Regions from separate parts of the Pan troglodytes genome. Here region 2 is linked to region 1. The links are chromatin contacts, called in public HiChIP or PLAC-seq maps. All regions are on one chromosome and are shown on one strand. The core of a region is the stretch at or near the end of the contact, and the rest is flanking DNA. Distances in the headings are between cores, read along the strand shown. Region 1 holds the start of SPOPL (speckle type BTB/POZ protein like). Region 2 holds the start of NXPH2 (neurexophilin 2).

Evidence for each region. HiChIP or PLAC-seq counts read pairs in DNA pulled down with a chosen protein or histone mark.
Region 2: a contact with region 1 is called in an H3K4me3 HiChIP or PLAC-seq map of stem cell-derived excitatory neurons, with 6 times the contacts expected there. The contact joins the promoter of NXPH2 here to the promoter of SPOPL in region 1. A contact is called at or near these places in 1 of 7 Hi-C or Micro-C datasets (stem cell-derived neural progenitor cells) and 1 of 1 datasets of contacts at active chromatin or transcription factors (stem cell-derived excitatory neurons).

The regions. Positions count from the first base shown.
Region 1 is chr13:40,547,077-40,553,428 of NHGRI_mPanTro3-v2.0_pri, forward strand. It overlaps SPOPL (speckle type BTB/POZ protein like), which reads left to right and starts at 2,493. Exons shown (of 11, transcript XM_001156481.7): 1 at 2,493-2,842. LOC129143307 (a long non-coding RNA gene) reads right to left here and starts at 2,474. Exons shown (of 7, transcript XR_010149731.1): 1 at 2,030-2,474; 2 at 1,460-1,591.
Region 2 is chr13:40,826,789-40,833,140 of NHGRI_mPanTro3-v2.0_pri, forward strand. NXPH2 (neurexophilin 2) reads right to left here and starts at 3,462. Exons shown (of 2, transcript XM_001156594.7): 1 at 2,961-3,462. The coding sequence starts at 3,011.

The sequences.
Region 1 (6,352 bases), core at 1,243-3,742:
TTTGCTAAGCCATCACAGTTTTGTTAGCATTACTTACAAGCCATATTCACTCTTACTATTTACTATCATTTTATTAGTGGGTAAAGTCATTGAATACTGCAAGCAAGACAGGAATGGTGTGTCCTAACACTTAGGGTAAGGAGATCAAGCCTAGGGAAAAGACTCTCTGAGAATACCCTGAGGAGCAATTTGACATCCTTGTGGTGGAAGTTTATTGAATCAGTTCCCAACTTCAGCCCAGTCAACTGTGAAGGGTCAGCATCACTCTTAACTTCCAATTGGAAATGTACTTGATGGACTTATAACTTAATTCTATGAGTGTATTATATTTACTAGGTGTCTTATAATTTTTAATTATTGGAAGAGAGGGGGTGACATACTACGAAGGGATTGAAAGAGCTAAAAGGCTTAGTCAAAAATTACATGTACTTTTTGCTGTATGTCACATACCATAAAGTTAACACGGGTGCACAGTGAGTATAGCAAATCGTTTCAACTGCTCTTTGCTGGTGTTTGGAGATGGTTAAATGTTTACACAAATATTTCCTCTCTCCACCAACTCTTCCCCCATTCCCTAATGCTCACTTCCACTTCTGTTTTTTAACTTTTGGAGTTCCTTGATCTGCATAAACATTCTACCAACTCAGCCCAAGGCAACTTTGAATTTTACGGTTACATTGCTAATTTTATCTTTATCTGAAAACTTTTGGCACAGATTTTGTCTTAAAGCACGTTTTGTCTTAAATAAGTCAACAGGATTGCTAATGTAAGGTCAGGTGCTAATCCCAGCACTTTGGGAGGCAGAAGTGGGAGGATCACTTGAGGCCAGGAGTTTGAGCCCAGCCTGGGCAATATGGTGAGACTCTGTTTCTACTAAAAATACAAAAATTAGCCGGGCTCACGCCTGTAGTCCCAGATACTTGGTGGCTGAGGCACATAACTGCTTGAATCTGGGAGGTGACCCAGGATCGCGCCACTGCACTCCAGCCTGGGGTACAAAGCGAGATCCTGTCTCAAACAAACAAAAAGAAAAAAGAAATAAAAAAGACAGCTAATGTAGTATTAATTTGAAATGAGGGGGATCTGCCTGTCCAGTATTCAAATCCCAGTAACCTCTGGATGAATTACTTGCCATTTCTAGTTCTTGTCGCTTAATTTTAAGATGGAAATGTCTACGTTGAAGTTTTAGAGAGGTTGTTGAGAGAATAGAGATGATACAAGTCCATGCTTAGAATACTCAGCACATAGCAAAATAATAAATATTTTCCCTCTGCCCTCTCTCTTTTCTTGGAAAGCCAGGTAAGCAATGAGAAGTTGGTTTATGGCCAGGTGTGGTGGTTCACGCCTGCAAATCCCAGCACTTTGGGAGACCAAGGTGGGAGGATCCCTTGAGCTCAGGAGTTCGAGATCTGCTTGGGCCACATAGCAAGACCTCGTCTCCACAAAAAATTAAGATTACCTGGGCGTGGCACATTCCTGTAGTCCCAGCTACTTGGGAGGCTGAGTTGGGAGGATCACTTTAGCCTAGGAGGTCGAGGCTGCAGTGAGCTGTGATGGCACCACTGCACTCCAGCCTGGGTGACAGACAGCCCTGTCAAAAACAAAACAAAACAAAAATTGCTGACGTATGCACAGTTACAGTAAAAAGAGTTGGGATCCTTGAATGACGTTCATGTCTGTTCTGGCAAAGCCGGGATTGTTGGTCCCCTAAACTTCTTTAAAGAAGTTTACTCCTGGTAGCTCGATTAAGTATCTTTGTCCCATGGCCGTGGGGAATAAAAAGTTCAGTTGTCACCCCCTTTTTAAACTAAATGTCCGAAGAGACAAGGCAATCCCATCCTCTCTTCACACATTTGTGCACGTGCAGCTTTATTTCCCACCGTGCGGTCCCAGGAGGCCGCCTGGTCTTCTGCACTCACTTCCTAGGCATCCCTGGCCGCCCCTCGGCAGGCTCTCCTTCTGGCCTGAGACTTCCAGCTGAGCCTCATCCCCTCCACCTGAAAACTGCTCCATGGGGCACTTCATCTACCTGGAAAGTTCTCGATTTCCAACTGGAGCCTGTATACTGCTGGTTGTGTCTCAGCAGTTATTACAGCTCTGGGCTTACAACGGGAGCTTAGCAAAAGTTCCACCCTGGCTTCCTAGACTGCTACAGCTCCAAGAAAAATCCTGTGCGCACAAACGGCCGCCGCCTTTGGCGTCTCCCGCGGATTAGACCAGTTAGGAGGTCTCAGCAAGCTTTTAGGCAGGACAAGTTTTACGCCTGGCCAAATAAGGGTCAGGCTAAGCAAGGCGCCTCCGTGCGCCTAGCCAGAGCGGTGCCGGCTGCGGAACCTGCCCCGCCGGGAGCCTAGTGCCATGCAGCGGCGGCGGCGGCGGTGGCGGCTTCCCAAGCGCGGCGGCAAATCCGGGCCCGCCCGGAAGTGCCCGGCGCTGGAGGAGGGAGCAAGGGCCCAGGAGCCGCCGCCGCCGCCGCCGCCGCCGCCGCGCGCACGCGCCCTCGCGGGCTGGAGCCGGGGCTGGAGTCGTAACTCGGAAGCCGGAGCCCAGACGGGCCCGCGGCGGGGGGGTGGGGGCTGCGCGGGGGCGGGAGTGGCGGAGGTGGCCGCCCCTGGCGGCGGGTTTGTTTATCCCGGGGAAGAAGTTTAGGAGCGGGAGATAGGGAAGGAGGGCGGGTCGGGGAGGAGGGATGCGGTTCGGCGGAGGCGGCCGCCACAGGGACTTGCCGCCATCACCCCTGCTGCCACCACCGCAGCCTCGGGCTCCCAGGGCCGACACGGCCGCCGCCTCAGCGGGAGAGGAGTCTCCACCGGGACTGACCGCTGCCGCCCAGCACGTCCAGGTAGGCGCCCCTTCCCCTCCCCCCAGTCCCCGCGGCAGCCCCAGGCGCTTGCTCCCCTCCCCCGGCTCTCCGTAGACCGGCGGCCTCCTGCTCGCGCCTCACTGCGCCCTCTGCTCTCTGGGTCCCGGACCCCTGCTCGGGCGGCGAGCTCCGGCCTGCTCTGGGGACTACCTCCCACGCCCCCGGACCGCCCTTCCCTCGCGCGGCGGCGCCACTTTCCCCGGGGTTGCCCCCAATCCCTCCTTGATTTCCCAGCCTCCACCTTCCAGGATCCCCTTTAGTTTTACCCCCGGGCCTCGCCCCTTCTTTTCCTCTGGCTTCCCTCCTCCTCTATACCTGTATACCTCCACGCCTGCCCCTTTTTACCTGAGTGCTGCCCAAAGGCAGAAACTGCATGCTCTGCCACCGCGCAGCGTCCACTTTCATACCTCCTCATCCCGAATACAGACACTTGAAACTCTCGTCCCTGTTAGCCCATTTTAGGCAGAGTTCTCAGCTCCGCAGACCGCTCAGTACCTCCAGTCCGGTGGTCATGCCTTTAACCTCTCTTTAACCTGCTTTCTAATACATTTTTGCTCATTTATACCAGAGTACATCAAGCTAACCGCGCGGTTCGGGATCCAAGTCTTCAAAGAGCCCACTTGTATTCCTGCTGCTCTCCTTTTTCCTAATTCTTTTTGAGTCAATGTATTTGTATATTGATTCAACATAACAGAAAAGGGAAGGTAGCATTTTCTCTCTCAAAGCAGTCACACAACCCAGTAGAAATAAGATTCACCATCTGCTTATCCTAACTTTCGCTTGTCTCTTTGCTGACTGAACTCTGTCATTCAGTGATTCTTTCCAGGCTTCTGATGCTTTGTCTATTTTTGAATAATCTTGGGCCTAGTTTGACCCATTGTGGTACTCACTTTCCCACTTGCAATTGAATCCACTGTTTCTTGGACTAGAAACTGACAGAGGTAAAAGGTTCATACCTTGAAAAATTACATCTGCCACAATGAGATTGGTGGAATATTTCAAATTACCATTTCATCATTCTTGTGAGAAATGTTGCCTAGTGGTTAAGAACTCTTCTCTAGAGCTCAGACTAGTATAGTTGCCGGGGTGTAAACCCTTGCTCTGCCATCTACCAGCTTTGGCTTTGGGGAAGTTACTTAATATTTCTTCGCCTCAGTATACTTACAGCTGTAAAATGGGGTTATGATATTACATCACAGGATGGTGCTAGTAATTGCACAAGTAAATACAAGTAAAGTACTTAAAACAGTACCTGGCACAGGGCAAATATCTGATAAATGCTATCATCACTTCTTGGTTTGACTTGATCTGGCTTGTGGGTAGATTAATTCTAAGACAGGAAAGTGGGAATGGAAAGCTACTTTCTTATTCTTTGACATTTAACATCCTTTTTTGATATAGATAGCATGTATAATTTGTTATTGTATAAATTAATTCCTTCTGATTTGAAAACTACAGGGTTTTAGCCCACCATTTTCAAGGCAGCTAACTACCAAGCTACAGATAGGTCAGTCCTTATTTCAGATGTCTATTTGGAACTTCTACAATTTTACCTTTGTTTTGAGAATAAACAAAGTGAAAGTACTGTGTATAACAGATTCATCATACTGGAAAATGAGATTTTACAGATAAAAATTTTAGTACTGTAAGTTAAATACTCAAAACTGGTGGTATTCTTCATACTCATCTGACCTTTATCTTCAATCAGTACTCGAGATAGAGCTTTGGCTTGTCTTCATTCAGAAGACTGGTGGCCGTTTTCTCTTAATGTGTTATGTTCATTCATATTCACATGTCTTCTTGGCTTGGTGTTTACAGAATTTTACTCACTTTAAAAAATGCTGACAGTTTTTGCCGTATTTGCTTACCTCTTGTGCACTGTTGCTTACTTATTACATTTTTAAAGGACTCACATTAAAAGATCTGAATAGATATTACTTTTGTGTTGTTTTAAATAGTAAAAGTTTGAAATCACTATTTGCTGTCCTAATTATATGTAAAAATATGTACATATGTAACTATCAAAATAAAAATGTTTTTCCATTTATGGTTTAAAATCATTCTTGTGCCACCATGGAGCATGTTCCATACTTGGGGGTGACACTGTTTTTGGTAATGCTGTTCCCTGACCTAGAATAACCTTTGCTCTTTCTCCTGCATATCCAGGTTCTACCTGATTTTCATCTCTCACTGCTTCCACATAGTTCCTTCCAACATTTAGTTTCTTGGCTTTCCTAATGTCTATATCTGCATTTTTGGCCATGAATTTATATAAACAGTGCAGGTTGAAGAAAAATAACTCCCCTAGAATCAGACTTTTAAAGCTTATAGAACTTTGAAAGGGTGGGATAAAATTGACATTTAACATCTACTCTATGCCTGGCACTATTTCTTGGTTTTGTAAATATTCTTTCCAAAAATATTTAATGAGCATCTACCATGTGCCAGGCATTGGGGATACATGAGAGTGGCCCTTCTCAACCATGTTTCTGGGTGAAAATCAAACCCTAATGCTCTGAGGCATCTAAGCTATGTAATGAATTATCTCATCTCCTGTGCACCTAGAATAGTACTAGCTATGTACCGTTCTTGAGAGAACTAAAGCAGTAGTTACTCCAGTTTTTGTGGGGCTTAATTTCTGCAGAGCCCTAGTTGAGAAAAGCTCCTGTACAGAGAAGAGTAATATGCAGTCTCTGCTTTTTTGTAATTTTATTCTGATGTGGCACTGACAGGCAGTTTATATGTATTAACTTATTTAAACCCATAATAATTCTTTAATAAGGCTTTTTTATTCCTATTTTACAAATGAGGAACTTGAGAAACAGATTACTTAACTTCTGCAAAATCAGACAGTTGAGAAAGTTTTGCAGCTAGGCAGCATAGTTCTCATCTATTACTCTTTTGCCTCTCACACCTTTCACTTCCTTGTTGATTTACTTTAGAGAAGACTCACTTCCTTGTTCATTAGAGAAAATTCTTCACCTTTCTGAATATCTTATTTATTTTTTATAAATTTAAGCTTCACAGCAGAGTTTCCTTCTCTTTTCATGTTGTTTAGTGAAGAAAGTAAAGGAGATGTAACTCTTTTAAAGCACTTCATCAAAAGTCTTATGTCAAGCCTTATATATGATTAAATATTGAAGGCATTTACATTTAGTGGTCATGCTCACTGTTTTGTTTCCTTACTTGGATTTGTTCACTTAACAAAAGTTTATTAACAACCCATCTGTGCCAGTCTCTGGTGACATGTAATAGAAAGAGATTACTTGTATTCATGGAGGCAGAAGTCTGTTTGGGGAATAAAAAAAAGAAAAAAAATTATAGGCCAGGTGCCTTGGCTCATACCTATAATCCCAGCACTTTGGGAGGTCGAGGTGGGCTTATCACTTAAGGTTAGGAGTTCAAGACCAGCCCGGCCAACATGGTGAAACTGTGTCTCTTCTAAAAAAAAAAAAAAGTTAGCTGGGTGTGGTGGCACACACCTGTAGT
Region 2 (6,352 bases), core at 2,212-4,711, 280 kb after region 1:
ATTCATTTCAAATGCTAATTTTTTTCTTCATTAGTGGCAGAAAAGATATAACATGCTCTTAATATTCTTTATAAGAGTATGTTGCTGAATAAGAATTTTTTTAAAAGGAATATGTTCAAGATGGATATTTAAATCTTGCAAATAGCAATCCCATTAATTAGCTATAGCAACCTGTCTGTTAAAAGCACTATACACAGGCCAGGAAAATTGGGCAAGGACAGGTAAGAGACATACATTCTTCCTAGGCTACCTGCAGTATTTATCAATTCCACTTACTGTTTTCTTAGAAGTTTTAAATATCACATAAACAGGTAAAAAAAATTATAGTTATTGTGACTGTATTATATATACGTGTATATTATATATGTTATATATAACCATAGCTAGTGACTTATTTGGGCTCAATTCCCTGTGACTGCTTTCAGAAACAAACAGGTAATTTTCATATCACTAAATGTTCAATATGCCCAAATGAATCTATTATTCTTTTAAAATATTTAATATTTTTTAAAAGTATGTTCTTCAGGCTGGCAGTGCAGATGGAAAAGTAAAATCCAATTTCGACAATAAGGTAACTTCACTCCTCCCTCACCAAAAAATTAAAACAAAACAAAACAAAAAAAGCCTTATGTCAGCAAAGGGCAGATTTTTTTAGTACATATGGTTCCTAGAAAAGTAAAAGACTAGTTTCATATCTAGAAAACATTTTATCCCCTTGCTGTTAGGATTTAACAAAGAAGTCCAATATCAGCTGAAAAAGGTAGAACAAAACTATGAGCCATCCAAATGAGCAAATCATGATCTGTCCTTTTTGACACCTACTGGAGTGGGGCATATGCTGGGATTGGGGAATATTTCAATTTAGATATGCTCAGCCACTCTGTTTTCCTTTCACATTCTAACCCCCTTGTGTTATAAGGCTGGCAACAGCTCTAAGAATGTGGAGAATGTAAACAGCCTTTTATTGTCCGAAGGGATGGCAGCGTAAGGAATGTGTGCTTATCAACAGGGCTGCAGCTCCCTACCTCACTTACCATGATAAAGTGCTCCAGGAGAAAAACATTACAACCCAAGCACAATCCCAAAATGGATTAGAATTTGACATAAGCTTTTTTAAAAGCAAATCAATCAGTTCATGCTGTAATATTAGAATCTAGCTCTTAAGGAGAGCATATAATCCCTTCAAGATGTATTTCCTATTCCTTACTGACTATGGTGGTGTGGAAAAAAAAATATCTAACATTTCCAATATAGTAGCTGGGAGGAGAACTTTTCCCCGACACGTGCCCAAATATATTTTCTCATCTTTAAGAGCCTATCACACTGCTTACGGAGCAGATACACAGTTCATATTTATTAAATGCAAAATTAATGAACTAAGATTCGTGAAGATATTCTGAAGACCCCACATAAACACCTGATTTCCCCAGGCTTTTCCTTACACACACCATACAAATGCTGCTTTGTTAGATCACCTTTTATTAGAATCCAGACTAAAAAATTTTAAAGCAAGGGATACTAAAGATTAATGTGGCATATATTTTGGATTCGTAATGCCTAAGATGTAAAATGTATTTTAACATGGAGTATTGTAGATAGCCAGTATGTGATGGCTCATTCAAGGATATTTGGGCATATCATTGCATTTTCTTCTTGATGCCATTGAAGAGTTTCTGAGTTAACGCTGTGCAGGTGAAGCTAATCTCCACCGTAACAAGCATGGACCACGGGCATCTCAGAGGTCTCTCCACCTTTTAGAGTTTCTTCCACCCTCAGAACTTGCAAAGTGCCTCTGCCTTAACAATATCATACATATCATAAACTTTCAAAGTTACTTGATTTTCCCCCTAATAGGAAAAGAAAGAGACAAAGAGAACGAGAGAGAGAGCGAGAGAGAGAGAAGAGACTGTCATCTTCTAAGTGCTTGGGCAAAGTCTTAAGTATGAGGACCAAAGAAACTATGGCATCAGGAGAAAGCCCTCTTAATAGCACCCTAACAAGGCAAGAGCTAAGTGACCAGAAGAAATCCATCACAGATGCTGACCCAGCCAAAGCACTCCCCTTCTGTAATTTTACTTTAAAAGTTCATTCTTGAAGGTCTTACTTTGGTTTTCCCTTAACTATAATTAGCCATGCATATAGAACATAGGCGTATATCAGGAGGAGGAGAGCGTGGCGCCTCGCGGGAAGAGAGAAGAGAGTGACAACGCGAACCCCAAACCACATTTTAATACGTTTCTTATTCCTCAGTGCCTCCGAGCCACCCAGACCAGGCGGGAGAGGTCTCCCTGAAAAGACAGCTTCGAGATGCCCGAGAGGGGGCTCCTGCGCGGAGCTGGGCATGAAAGTTATATCTTGTGTCCCCAGCTGGCAGAAAGCCCCATCCCAGTCCCTAGCGCCAGACGGAAAACGAAGAGAAATCCAAGCTGTCCCCCAAATCCGTATTTTGCCTAAGTTTTCCCCCAGCAAGGCGCCACTACCTGGCTCTGAGAACGAGGATGCATGCACTATGCTATGCTTTGGGAGAAGTGTCTGTGTGCATCTGGGCAAAACACCACGTGAAAAATAAACACCACCAAGCCTCTCAAACTGTGAACTGGAGGAAGGTCTTTCTGCCCCTTCTCATCCTATCAATTTACTTTCCATCCTCTCCTTGACCGCTTATCAATAAACCGCTTCCTTCTCCCGGACCTACTTCCCGGCCACCTTCTGCCTACTTTACCCCAGCGCTCAAGTCCCAACCCGTGCTAAGCCCCTCAGTCGCCTGTAGATCCCGTCTATTCCGTTCTTCAATTCTTCCCTTTCGACCTCTAAGGCAACCCAAAACTCCTTGACCTCCGCGCGCCCCCAACCCCACTTCCCAAGCAGGCCCAGGCTGGGCTCCAAGTCAGCCGCCTGCGCGGTTTTCCCGCCGAAACGCGTCCCCGGCGTGTGGGGCGGCGCGCGGGCCGGGCACTCACCAGCTGCAGCAAGCCAGGGACCACCACGAGGGGCAGCGGCCGCAGGCGCATGGTGCCGGCTGGCGCGGCTTTTCACGAGCTGCGCGCCCTCGCCTGCCTCTCGCGCATCTCCACTTCGCGGGGCAGGACTGAGGACGCCAGGGACACAGCGCGGCGCTTCCCTCCCGGAATCCGAGCGCTGCGCCGTGCCGCGCAGCTCTGGCCGGGTGGGCGGGCAGGGAAGGGGGAGGGTGGGCGGACCGGAGGTGCCTCTCCCGGCCCCCCGCGCGCCCCTCCTCGGAGGGGGCCGGCAAAGAGCGTGCGGGGCAGCTCGAGCTCCGGCACGCGGCGGGGGGCTTCAGTCGCGCCTTGGACTCTCCCGCTTGGCCGGGCTCGGGGTGAGCGCGGGGGGCGCCTGCGGGAGGGAGGCGGCGGCTCGGGCGCTTGGGTGATGGGTTCAGTGCGAGGCTGCTCTCCAGATCCGATCCCGCCGGACGGATGCCTGGCCGAGCTGAGCACGCCTGGCCAGCCGGTGCCCCAGAGCCCCGAGAGGCCGGGTGCCTCCTCCCACCCCCGCCCAGCAGAAGGCCGGTCCGAGAGGCTCCACTGTGCCAAGCGCCCTGCCCACTGACTGGCTCTCGCTTTGGCTGGGGAGATTGGGGATGAGGGGAAGAAAAGGTTCTCCCTGGGTGGCTGCAAGAAAGAGTGCGCCCGCCTGGAGAGCGCCCAGAGAGTTTAGGAGGGGAAGGCGATTGCAGAGTCCTGGGGCGGGGCGTGGGGGCTGCGAACGGAAAAGGCTGGGGCGGGGAGGTGAGGCTGCAGCCCAGGACGCCCTGGGAGAGTGCCCTACTCTGCGGCAGCGCCAAGCTCGCAGAGCCGCGGGTAAGGGGTACAAAGTGCGCCTGGTGCGGCTGGAAGGATTTCTGGGGTTGGGGAGTAATGGGGACCTCGAGGGACCAGGAGCAGAACTGTGAGAAACGGAGCTAGGTGATGTCTGGTTTACTCCGGTTTGGGGATGGTATAGACAGCTAGGTGTCCTGAAGACAGACAAAGTTGCTCCCAGACCTTCTGCCCGGGCTTTGGAGAAGCAGAATAATGGCAGGATACCCCACCACAGCCTCCGACTTCAGAAATATTGGAGAGGGGTATCTTTGAGGCCGGGCGAAGGTGCAAACCTGATGCCTGTGAGCCTCGACCTCCGTGTTAACAACTCACCATTGGAGAGATCCTTAACCTTTTACTATCTTTGTGCTGGACACTCGAGTGGAAAAATCAAAGGCAATGGGGCTCACAGACCTGCACTGTTTTTACGGTAGAACAGAGTTTGGGCGTCATTCGTCACTCCTTTATTGAACAGGTGGGAAACCTAAGGTCCGGAGAGATACATTCACTTCTCCAAGGATGAGACTTTAGGCAGTTGCTCCGACAGAATACCCAAGGCGGGAATGTTTCTTACATCTAGAAACGCAAAGCTCTTAGAGAAGAAAACCATGTTGAAGCAAGGGAGTAGAATTGCAATTGATTTCTAGGCTTTAAAAAATAAACCCAACAAAAAGCACAGATTAAGTTGTAATTTTTGGACAAAAAAAAAAAAAAAGTTTCCTTCTCCTCTGCTTACCACCCCCACCCCAAAATAGAAATGAAGGAGGGTTGTTAAATCTTAGCGGTTGAAGCAGAGCAGCCTTGGTCCTAGGTTTCAAAGGCAGGAGGATTGCTTTGACTAGGGCAAAATCCTAGTATTCCTTTCACTGAGTGTGCCAAGATTGTGCAGATGGGGAGGGAGGTTATTCCAGAGTGTTCTGGGATCCCAGTGTGAATTTGAGAGTGTGTTGTCCTTGAGCCTGCAGGTAGGGTATCTTTCCAGTACAACTCCATTTCCTGTAGGGAGGGAGAGTGGCAAGCAAGGGGCATGCATCCTCCCTAAACCCTTGCTAAGCCTGACTGGGGGTTCCATGGTAAAGGATGCACCAGCTGCATCCCATTTCTGCTTGATCTCAGACTCTCCTTTTGCCTTGCAACAGACTCAAAAACAAAACCACTATTTGCATATCCAAATCTATATCTCACACATTCCACTCCTCATCCCTACAAAAATTCCCTCTTTACCAAGGCTTAGAGCCCTGTTCTACCAGTTCTAGTAAATTATTCTGTCCCAAAAGCACAAATAAGAGGATTTCAAAAACTGGAAGGATCTCTATTGGTTGATCTTGCCCAACTTTGCGTCCCTGGATAGGGCTGCATCTTATTTACAGACAACCTTTTTGAAACAAAACGGACATAATAGGAAGGGTTTTGCAGAAACAGAGGAACCCCTTTCTGAAGAGGTACAGCTGGAAGAGGAGAGAGGCTAACCGCTTTGCAAGAGGCACTACCTCATTTAGACTTGGTGTCTCTGCCTGAGCTGAGCTGACTCATCTATAGAGCCAGAAGGTGAGGTCCTGTCTCCATTTGGTACTTTGGTAGTTTGCCATTCAGCTATCACAGGCTTTGTAAATGAGGAGGGCATGATTTAACACATTATTGAAATAAATAACAAAGTTGTTTAATTACTGGAATAGTTCACTTTTTTCCTTCAATTTGTTCATATTTCTTAGATCATTTTTGTTCTTTTGAGAAACTACATAAAGTTTAAAAGTGGAAGTTAAACTCAGACATGTGCCCTAGTAACACTAAGTATTCTTACAGAGAAACATGCTGAGGGATGTTGAATTCCAAGTTAAAAGCTAAAAAACACTAGCGAACTTTCGTGCCCCAGTGATCAGGCCAGGTAAAAGAGAAGCCTAACAGCCCCACTAACCTAAGTCTGGCATTACTGTGTTTATTTATAAAATAACTACTGATCTTTCTGGATTCCTCCCAAATTTTGCTGTGCAGACTACAGTAAAGAGAAAGAAAGAATGGAAAGAAGAAAGGGAGAGAGGGAGAAGAAAAGGATGAAGAGAGGCAGAAAAATAGAAGTATTTAAGACATTGTCCTCCAGCAGCATGCAGTCTGAGAAATATGCAATAAACAAAACACAGCAGACAATACAGCAAAATATAAGTGCTGTTTAGTACAGCTGGAGAAAGGAAAGATCATTGTAGGCCAGCACGAATGCTTCTTGGAAGAGGCGAAACGTGAGTTTACTCGGTTTCCAAGAATGGCCAAGATTAGTTTACATGGGAAAAAATGGAGGAGATCATTCTGTATGGGAGAAACAGAATGAGCAAAGGCAGAGTGGAGGGTTTTTATAGGGCATAATTGAGGGATGAACAAAAAGCAGCCCAGACTGTGACTGGAGAAAATATGTTGAGGAAAAGTGAGAAGAAAGTTAGGTTATGGGCTGCGCTGTAGAGATCTGGGAATGCCAAGCTAAACAGTTTAGACGTAATCTGCAGGAAATCATGGAGTCATAAACCTTTTTTGGAGTAGAC